Linked DNA regions of Rattus norvegicus: region 2 is linked to region 1. Evidence: chromatin contacts called from public Hi-C data. All regions are on one chromosome and are shown on one strand. The core of a region is the stretch at or near the end of the contact, and the rest is flanking DNA. Distances in the headings are between cores, read along the strand shown. Region 1 has its middle 5.7 kb from the start of Snora2l2. Region 2 holds the start of Adcy6 (adenylate cyclase 6).

The links. Hi-C and Micro-C count contacts between places; a contact is called where the count stands out from the background.
Region 2: a contact with region 1 is called in a Hi-C map of liver, with 2.6 times the contacts expected there. The contact joins the promoter of Adcy6 here to the enhancer-like site in region 1. A contact is called at or near these places in 10 of 12 Hi-C or Micro-C datasets (the A7r5 cell line, Schwann cells, frontal cortex and 6 more).

The regions. Positions count from the first base shown.
Region 1 is chr7:131,540,196-131,546,698 of GRCr8, forward strand. No RefSeq gene overlaps it. Among named protein-coding and RNA genes, the nearest start is that of Snora2l2, 5.7 kb to the right of the region's middle. Within about 2 kb of position 4,551, at least 5 of the 93 cell types and tissues checked have an H3K27ac peak or open chromatin away from gene starts, as enhancers often do. A contact at or near this core is called in liver, where this site is marked.
Region 2 is chr7:131,639,413-131,646,177 of GRCr8, forward strand. It overlaps Adcy6 (adenylate cyclase 6), which reads right to left and starts at 2,555. Exons shown (of 22, transcript NM_012821.5): 1 at 2,467-2,555. It also overlaps a transcript of Tuba1c not described here.

The DNA of each region.
Region 1 (6,503 bases), core at 3,301-5,800:
ACAACGTGGGGCAGAGGCTCTGCAATGCAGGCTTTCGCCAAATGCCGCGCAGACCACACGGGGGCGCTGTCGGGCTGTGTTTTGCTTATATTTTATCAGCTTGTCTCCCAAGCAACCACAGACCACCCATCTTTGGGGTTGGCAGCCTTTGTGGGGAGGGTTGGCCAAGACCCGAAGTGTAAGCACATTTAGAAAGTGAGGTGTGTCTGAGCAGCCAGCCTCGGCCCCACGCAGCATCAGCACCCACCGTGCAAGCAGCGGCAGGTCTGCAGTTTGGGAGAGCACTCCACTGCTCAGCCCACAGAAGCCAGCTATTTCCAGCCCCTGTGCTGAACATTAACCGTGGAGGAATTGTTTACAATGGGACGCCTGGCGCACTCTCAGACTATCCGCATTGTAGAGTTGTTTACTAACCGGCTCTGACATTTCGCCAGCATCCGCCCAATGATAAATCCCAGCAGTCACCTGGCTCGTTAGCAAGTGTTATCCCCGGTTCTGTGGTCCCAGGACCTGTAAACTTTGCTTTAAAGAATACGTTAGAATGAAGGCTAATTTTTCTACCTCCTCCCTAGGCAGGACACTTCACTATCTGCCCGTCCCAGAGACTCAGTAACTAGAGCAACTCCCGTGGACTTTCTCTTCCCTTCCAGGTTCCTGCAAAGCCATTATATTTCAAGGACTGTAGCACATTTATTTTGTGGCTGTCTTCTGCTCCCGGACTGGACAACTTGGGCCCAGGCGCTACTTTCCCCCATTTCTCTGGCCCGGAATACAGCATCGAGGGGACTTGTCCAGAGCCTGTTTTATTTTTTATTTTAAAAATGGGGAGGGGGAGATCTTTTTTTTTTTTTTTTTTTTTTTTTTGTTCTTTTTTTTCGGAGCTGGGGACCGAACCCAGGGCCTTGCGCTTCCTAGGTAAGTGTTCTACCACTGAGCTAAATCCCCAGCCCCGGAGGGGGGGAGATCTTAATGCATTCCTTCCCTAAGCACGAGCTGAAGCTTTGCACTTGTCTCTCGGTTCCCATTTTGTGCGCTTCGGCTTCTCAGCACACTGTCTTGAGAAGGCAGATTCTGTACCTCGTGGGAAGGCTTGCTGTGCTTTCTTCCCCAGCACTGGGGAGAGACCCTTGACGCACGCGCACGCGTGTTAGTAGGTTCTCTGCTCTGAGCTACGGGCGCAGACAGCCCTTGCGTTGAAGTTATGAACATGCTTCCGACACCCTTATTTTGTGATTATTTACCACAAATGGAATTTTTTTTTTCTTTTTTTCGGAGCTGGGGACCGAACCCAGGGCCTTGCGCTTGCTGGGCAAGCACTCTACCACTGAGCTAAATCCCCAACCCCCACAAATGGAAATTTAAGTGACGCTTCCTGGCCTTAGAAATGATGAAAGACTTTTCCTTCCCTTTTCTTTTTTTAAGATTTATTTATCATCTAAGTACACTGTAGCTGTCTTCAGACGCACCAGAAGAGGGCATTACAGGCGGATGTGAGCCACCATTGTGGTTGCTGGGAACTGAACTCTGGACCTCTGGAAGAGCAGTCAGTGCTCTTAACCGCCTGAGCCATCTCTCCAGCCCCAGAGTTTGATTCTTATTCAAAATTTAATCTAATCACTTTCTTCTCCCTATATAAATCCACCAATATTGAGTTTGGGTACCTGTTATCGTGGATGTTAATTCTGAACTTATAAAATAAAAATATTATGGTGGGTTTTAATGTCAGCTTGTCACAGATTAGAACCACCTGAAGAGGGAGCCTCACCTGAGGACGCATCCTGAAGAAGTTGATCTGACTGCTGTGGGAAGACCCACCCAGATTGTGGGTGGGTCTGGTAGCGGCTCAGATAAAAAGGTTATTTTGGTAGGACGTTATCTCGACTTTTGTCCTAGTGGCCTTCCCTCTTACCCTTGAGTTTGTTTGCCCGGGTTACTGTTAATTCCTTCTCTGATCAGCATTTCCAAGTTGTCATCAAGACTAGGCACCAAAGGCTCCCCAGAAACCTTCTGGACTTCTGTGTGCCAGATTAGTACTAAGCTACCCTGTCTTGGGGTGCGGCAAACATCAGCTGACTGACCGCCCCAGTGGGAGAGCATTCCTGAGGGACTATTGGGAGGTGCTTAGCCTCAAAGACCAAGCAGCTCTCAGTAGGTGTCAGCAATCTGCTGCCATTCCGCTGTTGCTACTGTTTAAAACTGGGAAGGCATGTGCAAAAAGGACGACACGCGAGGGACTTAGTCACGTCTGTGACATGCGAACAGGTCAGAAGAGACGAGGCTGGAGACAGATGGTGTAGTCGCTGTCCTCACGACAAAAAGTCATCCTCGAATTCCTTCGGCAGACTTGGCAGGAAGCACAAGGCACCGAGCCCAGCTGCTCTGTTAAGGTTCTTGGAATCGTCTAAGTGTTAAAAATATGTAGATGGAAATTTTGAAGACAGAAAAGCCATTGCGAAAGAGGAATGGAAACCTAGATTTCTCCCCAAGAGGAAACAGATATGCAGTTCCTGCCAGGGCTCCAGCCAAGGCAAGAAGACAAATATAAGTTTAGCGATTGCCTGGGACCACAGGACAAGCCCTAGACCAGCAAGGTTACACAGCAAGATCGTGTCTCTAAAGCAGCTACAGCCGTGGTCCTCTACCTTCCTAATGCTATGACCCTTTAATACAGCTCCTTATGGGTAGGCATCCCTATCCTAAAATTATTTTGTTTGCTACTTCATAACTGAAATTTTCCTACTGTTACGAATCTGATGTCATGTAATATCTGATAGTAATATGTAAATATGTAAATGCAGGGTATCTGATATCTGATACGTGGCCCCTGTGAGAGGATGGTTCGACCCACCCCCAAGGTTGATAACCACTGAATTACAGGATCCTCAACACACCCAAAAGGACTTATAATCATTAATTTTGTTATTGTTATTATTTTTTAAATTGTATGAGTGTAGGTGTTTCACCTTCAAACAGGCATGTGAACCATGTGCGTGCCTTGTGATCTCAGAGATCAGAAGAGGGTACTGGACCCCCTAGTGTAGAGCCGGGGAAGTGTTAGTGATCCCCTAAAACAGACAGGAGCCAATTTGATGCAACTCACGGCAGGGTCTTTATTCTATTCGAGCTAGCTTGCCTGCCCACCACCCCCACCCTCAGCGCACCACCACAGTCACACAGGACAGTTTGGGGGGTGGGGGTGTCCAAATATCTATCGGGACAAGGCTTTTTAATAAGCAGCAAGCAGGGAGTATGTGTGCAAGTGTATAAATGGAGAGCTATTGTGGCCTTTAACACAGTGGGCTGGTGCTGGGAGTCATACGCTAAACTTAATTTCTGTTCCTCTCTGCATTGGTGGTCGTTAGGTAAGGAGTGGGCTTGTAACCTGGGGGTGCAGGTTTGTTGGGGTAATAACCTAGAAAGGCTGGTCTTGAAGGTATAACCTGGAGATGCTGGTCTTGTTGGAGATTAGCCTACAGACTGGAAGAGCTAGGCTCGGGTTTTGTTGGGGGGCAACTTGGAAACTAATGCTAGGTACCAGCCTGTTAGTTTACCTGAGTTCAAACTTAGGTCAGGTTCTCTAAAATGGAGTCTGAACTTACAAGATTTGGTCTCTCACTAGAACTGGCGTTACAGACAGTTGTAAGTCATATGGGAACTGAACCTGGGTCCTCTGGGAAAGCAGTTAAAGGCTTTTAACCACTAAGCCTTCTCTCCAGCCCCGGAGTGGTTAATCTTAATTGTCATGGATTGGCTTGAAAAAAAGATAAGAGATTATGAATGGAGATTATGAATGGGGATTATGGGCTCTCCTGTAGTAACTGTTGTCTGGGCAGCTTTTTGCCTCTGTCTGCTAACCTAGGCCTACCTAGGCCTAGAAGCTTTTAGCTTCCACATAATCCTATCCAGGCCTAGGGCATTTCAGCCTCTGAGACTCACTGTTGAATAAGCTCACCCTTTCCTGTTCTGAGCTCTGGCTGGCTGGCTCAGCTCAGCTGTTCTGATTCAAACTCCTCTCTGAGCTCGACATCTGACGTTTTGCTCTGCCTGGCCTCAGTCTAACTCTGGCAATCTGCTCTAATCTTCTGGCTCCTTCTCATCCTCTGGCTTGTCCTGTCTTCACCTGTGTCTAGCTTGTTCTCTCTCTCTGTGACTTGTCTCTATAAAACTCTTCTCCTGAGAGCTGGGCATATCCCATTTTGTCAAATCTCTCTGATTCGTCACTTTGTCTGACACTCAATTAGACACCCTTTTTTTTTTTTTTTTTTTTTTTTTGGTTCTTTTTTTTCCGGAGCTGGGGACCGAACCCAGGGCCTTGTGCTTCCTAGGCAAGCGCTCTACCACTGAGCTAAATCCCCAGCCCCTAGACACCCCTTTTAAATACAGGTGCTTCCGTCTACAACCTAACTTTACCTTCATTGTTTGCCCTTAAAGGTGTGTACTAAGGTCATGTCTGTATTTCAGCCAGTGATTTAAGTGTATACTAAGGTCCAAGCCACACCACAACTAGAAACAGATTGGGTTTTGTCTTGTTTTTTCAGTAAATAACACAATCTCAGGTTCACAGGGTCATCGAATATCTTACAACACAGAGGTGTGGTTACAATGTCACCAGCATTGTCATACGAACATCTCCTACATCACTGCTGTGTAAAGAATGCGTGCTCCCCCATTATCTCTGGTTGGATACTAAAGAGCTATGACTGGGCAGGGGAGATAGGAAATTTCAATTCCAGCCAGGGGTCCCAGGGAGAGGGAAGGAGGAGGAGCATGAGAAAAGGTTAGAGAGACCACATGGACAGACGAAGATGTGGCCATGAGGCAAAAAGTCCAGAAGTCATGGTGAGCAGGTCACTAAGGGATTTGCCATGAGCAGAGCAAGCCAGGGAGAGATTCGGATTGAAGATGAAGGACCACGTTTCTGAGAGGTAGCCTAGAGGGTTGGACTAGATGACTATGCCCAGCCTAGGCTTCCAGCTTTCTAATAAACTTAATAGGTCTTTATGTCTCTGACTTGGGAGGTAGAATGGGAGCAGATGGGGATTGTTTAAATCACAGACTACACTCCTTCAGCCGTATTTTGACCATCATCGCCTCAGAATCCAGGGAGATAGTCCAAAGAAACTGAGGTGTGGATGAACTCTGCTGCAGATGCAAACGGCCTTAGTAGCAGAAGGCTGACAGACTCATGGAAAATAAAGAAAATGTATTGCTACACAAGGAGCTATAAAGGAAGGGTAAAGACAGCCTTAAAGGGGCGGGGGTGGCATTGTCAAGGCCAGAAAAGGAAAAGCAAAGACTATGAGGAAACTGAGGCAGAGAGACCAGACTGGTGAAGCAAAAGTGACCAGGAATAAAGATGGTTCTAAGGCAGCTTCCTTTTGTCTAAATAAAAGAATCTACCAGTATGAACTTTGGTTTGTTTGTCTGCTCTGGCTGTCCTGCAACTCATTATGTATATGAGGCTGGCCTTTGGCTGCCAGAGATCTGCTCGCCCCTGCCTCGGGAGTGCTGGAATTAAAGGCATGCACCACCACACCCAGATTTCAAGCTAACTTTTTTTTTTTAAGGTTTACTTTTTTTTTTTTAATTTTATGTGTTATGAGCATTTTGCTTACACTTGTGTATCCTGTGCATGTCTAGTGACCTTGGAGACAAGAAGTGGGTGCCCTGGGACAGAATTAGACAGGTACGAGCTACCACGTGGGTGCTGGGAATCAAACCTGGGTCTTCTGGAAGAAGCAGTCTGCTTGCTAGGCCACTCAATAGGCCTAACAAACTAACTTATTTTAAAAGAAAAAAGGGAATCCAGGTGGGAGGGAAGTAAGGAAATAATTTGCAAGACTGTAGGATTTGTGTATTTTGTGTGGGGGTCTTTTCTTGCATGGCTCAGACAGACCTGCTAATGCAGAACAGAAGCTATAAACTACAGGGAGATTAAAACAAGTTCTTGCCTGTGCACAGTAGGAAGGAGCAACACATGGGATGGGTGCTTTTCTCATCTTTGGTTCTAATTCACAGCTGATACAACTGAGAAAGCTACATCTGAGAAGTTGCAGCTACTTTGTTGACATTCTGAGTGTCTTTAAACACCATGTCATTACAATGAAACAGGCCTTTGAAAAGAAGGTATGTGACCAAAGGGCTTCCCTGCCTTGTTAATTACTTAGGGCCCAGAGAAGGGTTTTAGGTCTCCATGGGCTAAGGAGTAACATCCACTCCATTCCACTGTATCATTTCTCTTAGCTTCTGTTCCTCTTTAGCTTTCCACTCTGCTTCCTTCCCATCTTCCCCTTACTTTCACCTGTCTCATACTCCTCCCACGTTTCCTGGTTCTGGGTGATTTCCCCAACCTTAGAGGTTGGCTGGAAATCAGTATTAAAGATTTGTACCTGTCTCTCTAGCTCCCTCTTGTGGTCAGTAATTGACACTGTAGTCATGTTGTTTCCTAGGGAGACCTGACATATGACACACCAAAGAAATGATTCCATCCAAGTAGTTCAGTG
Region 2 (6,765 bases), core at 1,305-3,804, 97 kb after region 1:
CCAGAGCAGTTTTCCATGGCTCACCAGGACATAGACCCAAGACAACCAAATCGGTCTTAGATCCTAAATTTTCAGAAAAGACAAGCCTTGGACTGGGTGGATGACTCCATGACAACTACCTTACCACAGTCTCCTGGCTGAGCCCAGGTTGAGAACACGAAAGCCATTTCTGTCATCATGACGCCACCACCAGGACCAAACTCCTGTACCCTGAGGGGCCCCTTACACCTGCTGAGCTGGCAGCACTGACATTTGTACTCACTAGGGAACTAGAGAAGCTTACACAGCACCTGCCCCAGGTGGCCACAGAGCCAGAGCTAAGGAGGGATGCACGAAGATACTCCAAGCAACTGCCGGAGGGAGCCAAAGCAGAGGGAAAGTCTGGAAGGACCTTTCTTATACTCCGTCTCTACTTCTCCCTCAGCCACGCTCTGCCAGCGTCCCTTCTACATCCACGGGGCAGCCTGCCCTTCAACTTCTTTAACACCAACAGCACCATCTTGAAGGACAGATCAGAAGTACAAGGTTTCAGGTCAGGCTGGCATTTGGAAAAGGTCACCAGAGAAAGCCTGGCTCTTCACAACACTTCATTGGAAGTATGATCTTTGGCACAAGATCAGGTTTCAGATCTTAAAGTGATTTGTCACCCAGCTGAGACAAGCTATCTACCTGCCACCTCACGCCAGTCTCCTCCCCTGAAGAACCAGAGGGCAATGGTTCTGAGGAGAGACTCTCTCTTTCTCACACACCCTGCCGTGCTACACACTGTGGACATTACTTCTCCCACCATACGAACCTTTGAAGGCAAACCTCTGTCAGGGTCCAAGAGATGGAAAGACAACAGTCATGAGCGAGACCTTGTATCCCTCCAGCCAGTCAGATGCCTGCCTATCAGGTCCTATGTCCCCTGCTGTCAGTCTCCAGGGCTGCAGAGTGCAGTGTCCCACTATGTCACACACCCCTCCCCAACGCACCCCACACACCATGACATTTCCCTTCCGTCTCCTCCCATTCTCCAGTCCCCTTCCCTGTTCTTATCTCCCCACCACCACCACTGGCCCAGATCTCTGTTCCCAAAGGACCTGTTTTTGGCCATGTTCCCAGTCCCCTGGAAGCACATCTCTTGCATCTGGCTCATACCCACAGAGGAAGGGGCAGACTATCAGGGAAACATATGACCCTTCAAGAACACTCTGACTCCCCAAGGGGATAGCTCTGTAACTGGTCAACCAGCTACAAACATTCAGGCGCTGCCCACCCTAGAGGACTCGCAGGCCTCCTCTATGACAGACTCCTAGAGCAGGAGAACAGAAGGCATTGTTCCAAGCCACAAAACTTCTCTATACGCTCCCCAAACCTCCCTGTTCGGGAACCCCTCACCACGAATTCCAAAAGTGCACACCACATCTCTTTTCTGCCTTCAGGCTCTTGAGTCCCATGCCTCTTGACCCCCTCCTCCCCTGGGTCCTTTGGTCTCTCTCACAGATGTGCTATTGCATACACAATCAGCTCCCACAACCAACTCATGTCCACTTAGCCCCAAGTGCCATAGTCCCAGGCCCAGACCTCAAGTCCCTCCCAAATCCTGATCCTTTCCGCCTGAGACCAGGGTCTGGAAGTCAAGGCTTGGCCTCAGGAATGGCTCTGCCCACTACTTTGCCCAACCCTCTTCTGGCCACCTCTAGCCACCTCATCCCCAGGGTCTATCTGCCTCTGGCCTTGTTGGCAAAATGATTTAAAAGTCTTCAGAAAGTTCACACAGAAGACTATGCCCAGGGGGAAGCCCAAAACTCACTCCCGATGCTGAAACCCAGCCCTCTGAATTTCCAGGCCTTTCCAGAGGTAGAAGAACTTCCCCTGGTCTGTTTCTATAGATTCAACACAGCCTTCTCACACCCTGGTTCTCCCCTAAGGACCAAAAAGGGTTCCCACAACCGGCCAGCTCCAACACCCCACCAGGCCCTCTGGCTTCAGAGATACTGTGGGAAGACCCAGGTACGGCAAGACTCTCACACTGCCTAATCTCATCTCTGTTTTTTTCAGTCAGGCCGCTGGGCCTACTCTGAATAAAGTCTGCCCACTCCCCACCCCACCCCTGCCCACCCCGCAACAGGCCTCGGGGAAGTAGGCACTGACACTACCCTTTCATTCCAAAGGTTCAGGGTGAGGGCAGGGAAGGGGCCTCTCCTCTTCAGCACAGCCTCAACACTCCAAACTCACCCCCACATCCCCGATGCCAACCTCTGGGGGCATCCCCTCCCCTCGTGCACGCCTTCTCCCCTTCTCTGGGCAAGCCTGAAAACTCTGGGGAGTGCAGGAAGGAAAGCTCTTGGCGTGGAGCGAGGGTGGAAGCCTCCAGCCCGGCCCGTGGAGCCCGGGTTCCCCACGTCCTCCAGCACTTCCCAGGCGCCCCGCAACTGTTGGGGACTCCGCTGTGCTCGCAGCAGCCCGCTCCCCCATGCTCACCTGCCAAGGGTCGGCGCCTGCCCGGGGCCGCCGCCCCACCGCGCTCGCGGGCTCCGGCCCGGAGGGCCGGCCGTCCCGCCGTCCTGCTCCGTGCCCGCGCCTCCCCGCTGTCCCGCCCGCCCGCCCGCCGGCCGCGCGGCAGAGCCTCCGGCCCTCGCCCCCTCCCTTGTTGTCCAGCGCAGCCGCCCTCTACCCCGGATCCAGAAGTCCCCTCCCCGCCGGCTCCCGGACTCCCCGCCTTAAAGGCACAAGCTCCTTTTGTCTGGGCACCCCCTCCCCCTCCCAGAGGCGGGGGCAAAGCTGCCCACTCCCCTTCCCGGGCCCCGGTCGGGTGAGCGAGGCCAGAGTCCCGCACGCCCCCTCCCCTGTCCGTCGGGTCCTCTCGGGTCTCCGCTAAACAAGCGGCCACTGTTCTGGGCTTCAGACCCCGCGGGAGGGTCGGTGCGCCCGCCCGCCCGCTCGCCTGCCCGCCCGCCCGCACTCCAGCCTCCACCCAGGGCGGCATCCTGCAGGGTGCCCTCCACCCTCACCCGGGGGGTCCACGGAGGCTGGCGAAGCCACCCGCTGGTGGCGAAGATGCCCGCCCCGCCCAGAGGGTCAGCTTCCTTCCTGTCGGGGTGCCCTGCGCCCCCTCCTCACCCCACCTTCCTCCCGGCCCCAGCCCCCACCGTGCCCGCTCGCCCTCCCTCTCCACCGCGGCCCCGGCGGGAGCTGAGTTTAATAATTAATTAAGATTTCATTCCACAAGGCGCCAGGTGTGTGCGCCTGGCACCCGCTCGCCCGCACCCCACTTCTTTCCGCTTCCCCAACCCTCTGGGGCGCCGGGCCCGACGCAAACCTGCTGCGCCCAGAACCGGATCGGGCCACGGGCAGGGGCATTCTTGGTGCCGCCCTCTGGCCCCACGCTCTCAGGGGCAGCCCTTCCCCCGCACCTGCCAACTGGCAAAGTCCCTCCCCCGGCACCTTTTACCCAAAGGGTTGTGCTCCTTTGATGTGGGGGGCTGGGGTGCATTGCCAGGTTCATGAACTGAAAAATTGTTCCGGGATGTTTATTTATTTCCCTCGCAAGCAGCTGCCCAAGTTACCTGGGAGATGGGAAAATCATGTGAAAGCTACTTTAACCCTTTGAGGGGTAGAGTGGTGGAACCAGAAGGGAGAGAAGGGCTCATTCCCGGGCTGTAAATCTGGTTTAAACTTGCCTTGAGTCCCCTCCCCAATCCTCAGCCAGACCAGTAGCTGCAGCCCCACCTGCCAGTCCTGTCTCGCCCCGCGGGGCCTGAGGCTCAGGCGAGCTCCCCTACAGCCTTGTCCTTCAGGACTCAACTGTCCAAACCACCCCAGATCTGATCTAGGGTCTCCTTTGTTCTTCCTAAACTCAGGTCAACATTTGTGGTGAGGAAAAGGTCCTTGACCTAATCCCTAATCCAACGTCTATCACAAAGGCTGTGGATGCCTCGCATAATGGCACACGCGCCTAGGAGTTCGAGGACAGCCTGATTTACATAGAGCGGTCCGGACAGCCAGGGCTACACAGAGAAACGCTGTCTCAATAACAAACAAAATTACTGTGGATAAAACATTCCTTACTGTCTCGAGCCTCATCCCTAAAATGGGTATGATCCTCCTGACCTTTCTCCCAGGCATCTCAAGTTCAGACAGGAAAGCGCTGGTTGTAATGTTTGAGATGAGAAAGCAAGGAGCCCGAGACAAGTCAACCCTCAAGGCCCTGAGAACCTGAGTTTGGCTCCCAGCACTTACTCCAGTTCTACTTCTGCGGAGCTGGACACCCTCTTCTGGCCCCCAAAGCACTGGAACGCTCACAAAGACGAATTAAAATACATATTTCTTTTTAATGAGGACACAGCTGTAGTCTATTCTGCCTTGTACGGTTCTCAGCTGGTTGGGCTGCGCGGTGACGTTTGGGATCTCTGCCTGACTTCTCTCTTTCTTCGTGCAGCCATTGCTCTATTGTGATCTAGATTTCCATCCCACCAGAATCAGGAGGACCCCAAGGCTCCCCTTTTGAAACAACGTATTTGGAACCAGTGGGGGAATTGCAATAGACAATTGAGGCAGAGAAATGGGGTCTGGGGCTGGAGAGATGGCTCAGCAGTTAAGAGCACTGGCTGCTCTTCCAAAGGTTCCAGGCTCCGTTCCAAGCACCCACAACCAATCATAACTCCTCTCCCAGGGGATCTGACAGCCAGGTGGGCACTAGGCACACACATGGTTGGTACACAGACATGTATGGTACACAGATATGTATAGTACCCAGACATGCATACAGGCAAAACACCCATACACATGAAATAAATGTTTATTTTTTTGAGATAGGATTTCTCAACTGAACTGTCCTGGAACTTGTTATATAGACCAGTCTAACCTTGAACTCACAGAGCTCCTTGTTCCTCTGTCTCTGCCTCCCATGTGCTGGAATTAAAGGTGTGTCATCACACCTGGCCAACATGTTTTTTCATATATATACATATACATGTACATACACATATACATATATATGTCAGGGGGTTAAAGAGTTGACTCAGTGGCTAAGAGCACTTGCTTGATTCCCAGCACCCGTCTGACGCTCACAACCATCTGTAACTTTAGTCCCAGGAGATCCAGCACCCTCTTCTGACCTTGACAGGTAACAGGCACACGTGTGGTGTATGAGCATACATGCAGGCAAAACACTCATGCACACAAAATAATGAAAATGTTTTCAACAGGTAGGTGAGTGATCTGGCATGGTGGGTGGTACATTCCTGTAATCCAGGCTCTCTGGAGGCAGAGGCAGGAGGATCACAGCAAGTTCAGCTCAACCCAACTGCAGTGTATCCTCCAAGGCAGTCGGGCCTGTATATTGAAACCATATCTGGTCTACAGAATGAGTTCCAAGCCAGCCAGGCCTAATATTGAAATCTTGTCTCAATAAAAGCAGTGGAGAGCTGAGATGGGCAAAGACTAAAGGGTCTGCCACCAGGCATGGTGCCCTGAATTCAGTGGAAGTGCGTTCATGGTGGAGGAAGAGAAACAACTCCTCCAGGTTGTTTCCTGACTGTTACACACAATGTGCTATGATATGCATGCACCCATACACACATGCACACATACACACATGCACCCATACACACATTCACTCATATACACATACACACATGCACACATACACACATGCACACATACACACATGCACCCATACACACATGCACACATACATACACACATGCACACATACACACATGCACACATACACATTCACACATATGCACACATACACACATGCACCCATACACACATGCACTCATGCACACATACACACATACATATGCACCCATACATAATGCACTCATAAACACATACACACATACACACATACACACATACACACATGCACACATACATATTCACACATATGCACACAGACTCACACACTACACACACAGACTCACTCATACACACTCACACACAGACACACTTATACACACATGCACACAGACTTACACACAGACTCATTCATACACACATGCACCCAAACACACATGCACACATACACACATACACACTTACACACATACTCATTCATACACTTCTACATACTCACACACACATATACACACACACTCACATGCACACAGTCTCACTCATACACATATAAACACATACAGAGAGACTCAGACTTTCTCTCACACACATACACACAGACACACATGCACACACACACACACACACACACACACACACACTATAAGACATGTAAAGTGGGGGTTGGGGATTTAGCTCAGTGGTAGAGCGCTTGCCTAGCAAGCGCAAGGCCCTGGGTTCAGTCCCCAGCTCCAAAAAAAAAAAAGAAAAAAAGAAAAAAGGAAAAAAAAAAAGACATGTAAAGTGTAGGAGCTGGGCCTGGTGTTAACCCTATCACACCAGCTACTCAGAAGGCTAGGGTGGGAATGTTACACATTCACACCTTGGCTAGGCAACTTAGTGGGACCCTGTCTCAAAATAAAAATAAAGTTAATAATTGAATAAGAAGAGGAGGAAGAAAAGAAAGGAAGTCAGACAAGATGGCTCACCAGGTAAAGGTGCTTGCCGCCCAGCCTGAGGACCCGAGCTCTAACCTCTGGTGGAAGAGAACTAGTTCTTTCAAGTAGCCCCGTGGTCTCCACAGAATGTCACACACATGAAAGAAATGAATAAAACATAATGAATTGGGGTTGGGGATTTAGCTCAGTGGTAGAGCGCTTGCCTCGCAAGCACAAGGCCCTGGGTTCGGTCCCCAGCTCCGAAAAAAAATAAAAGAAA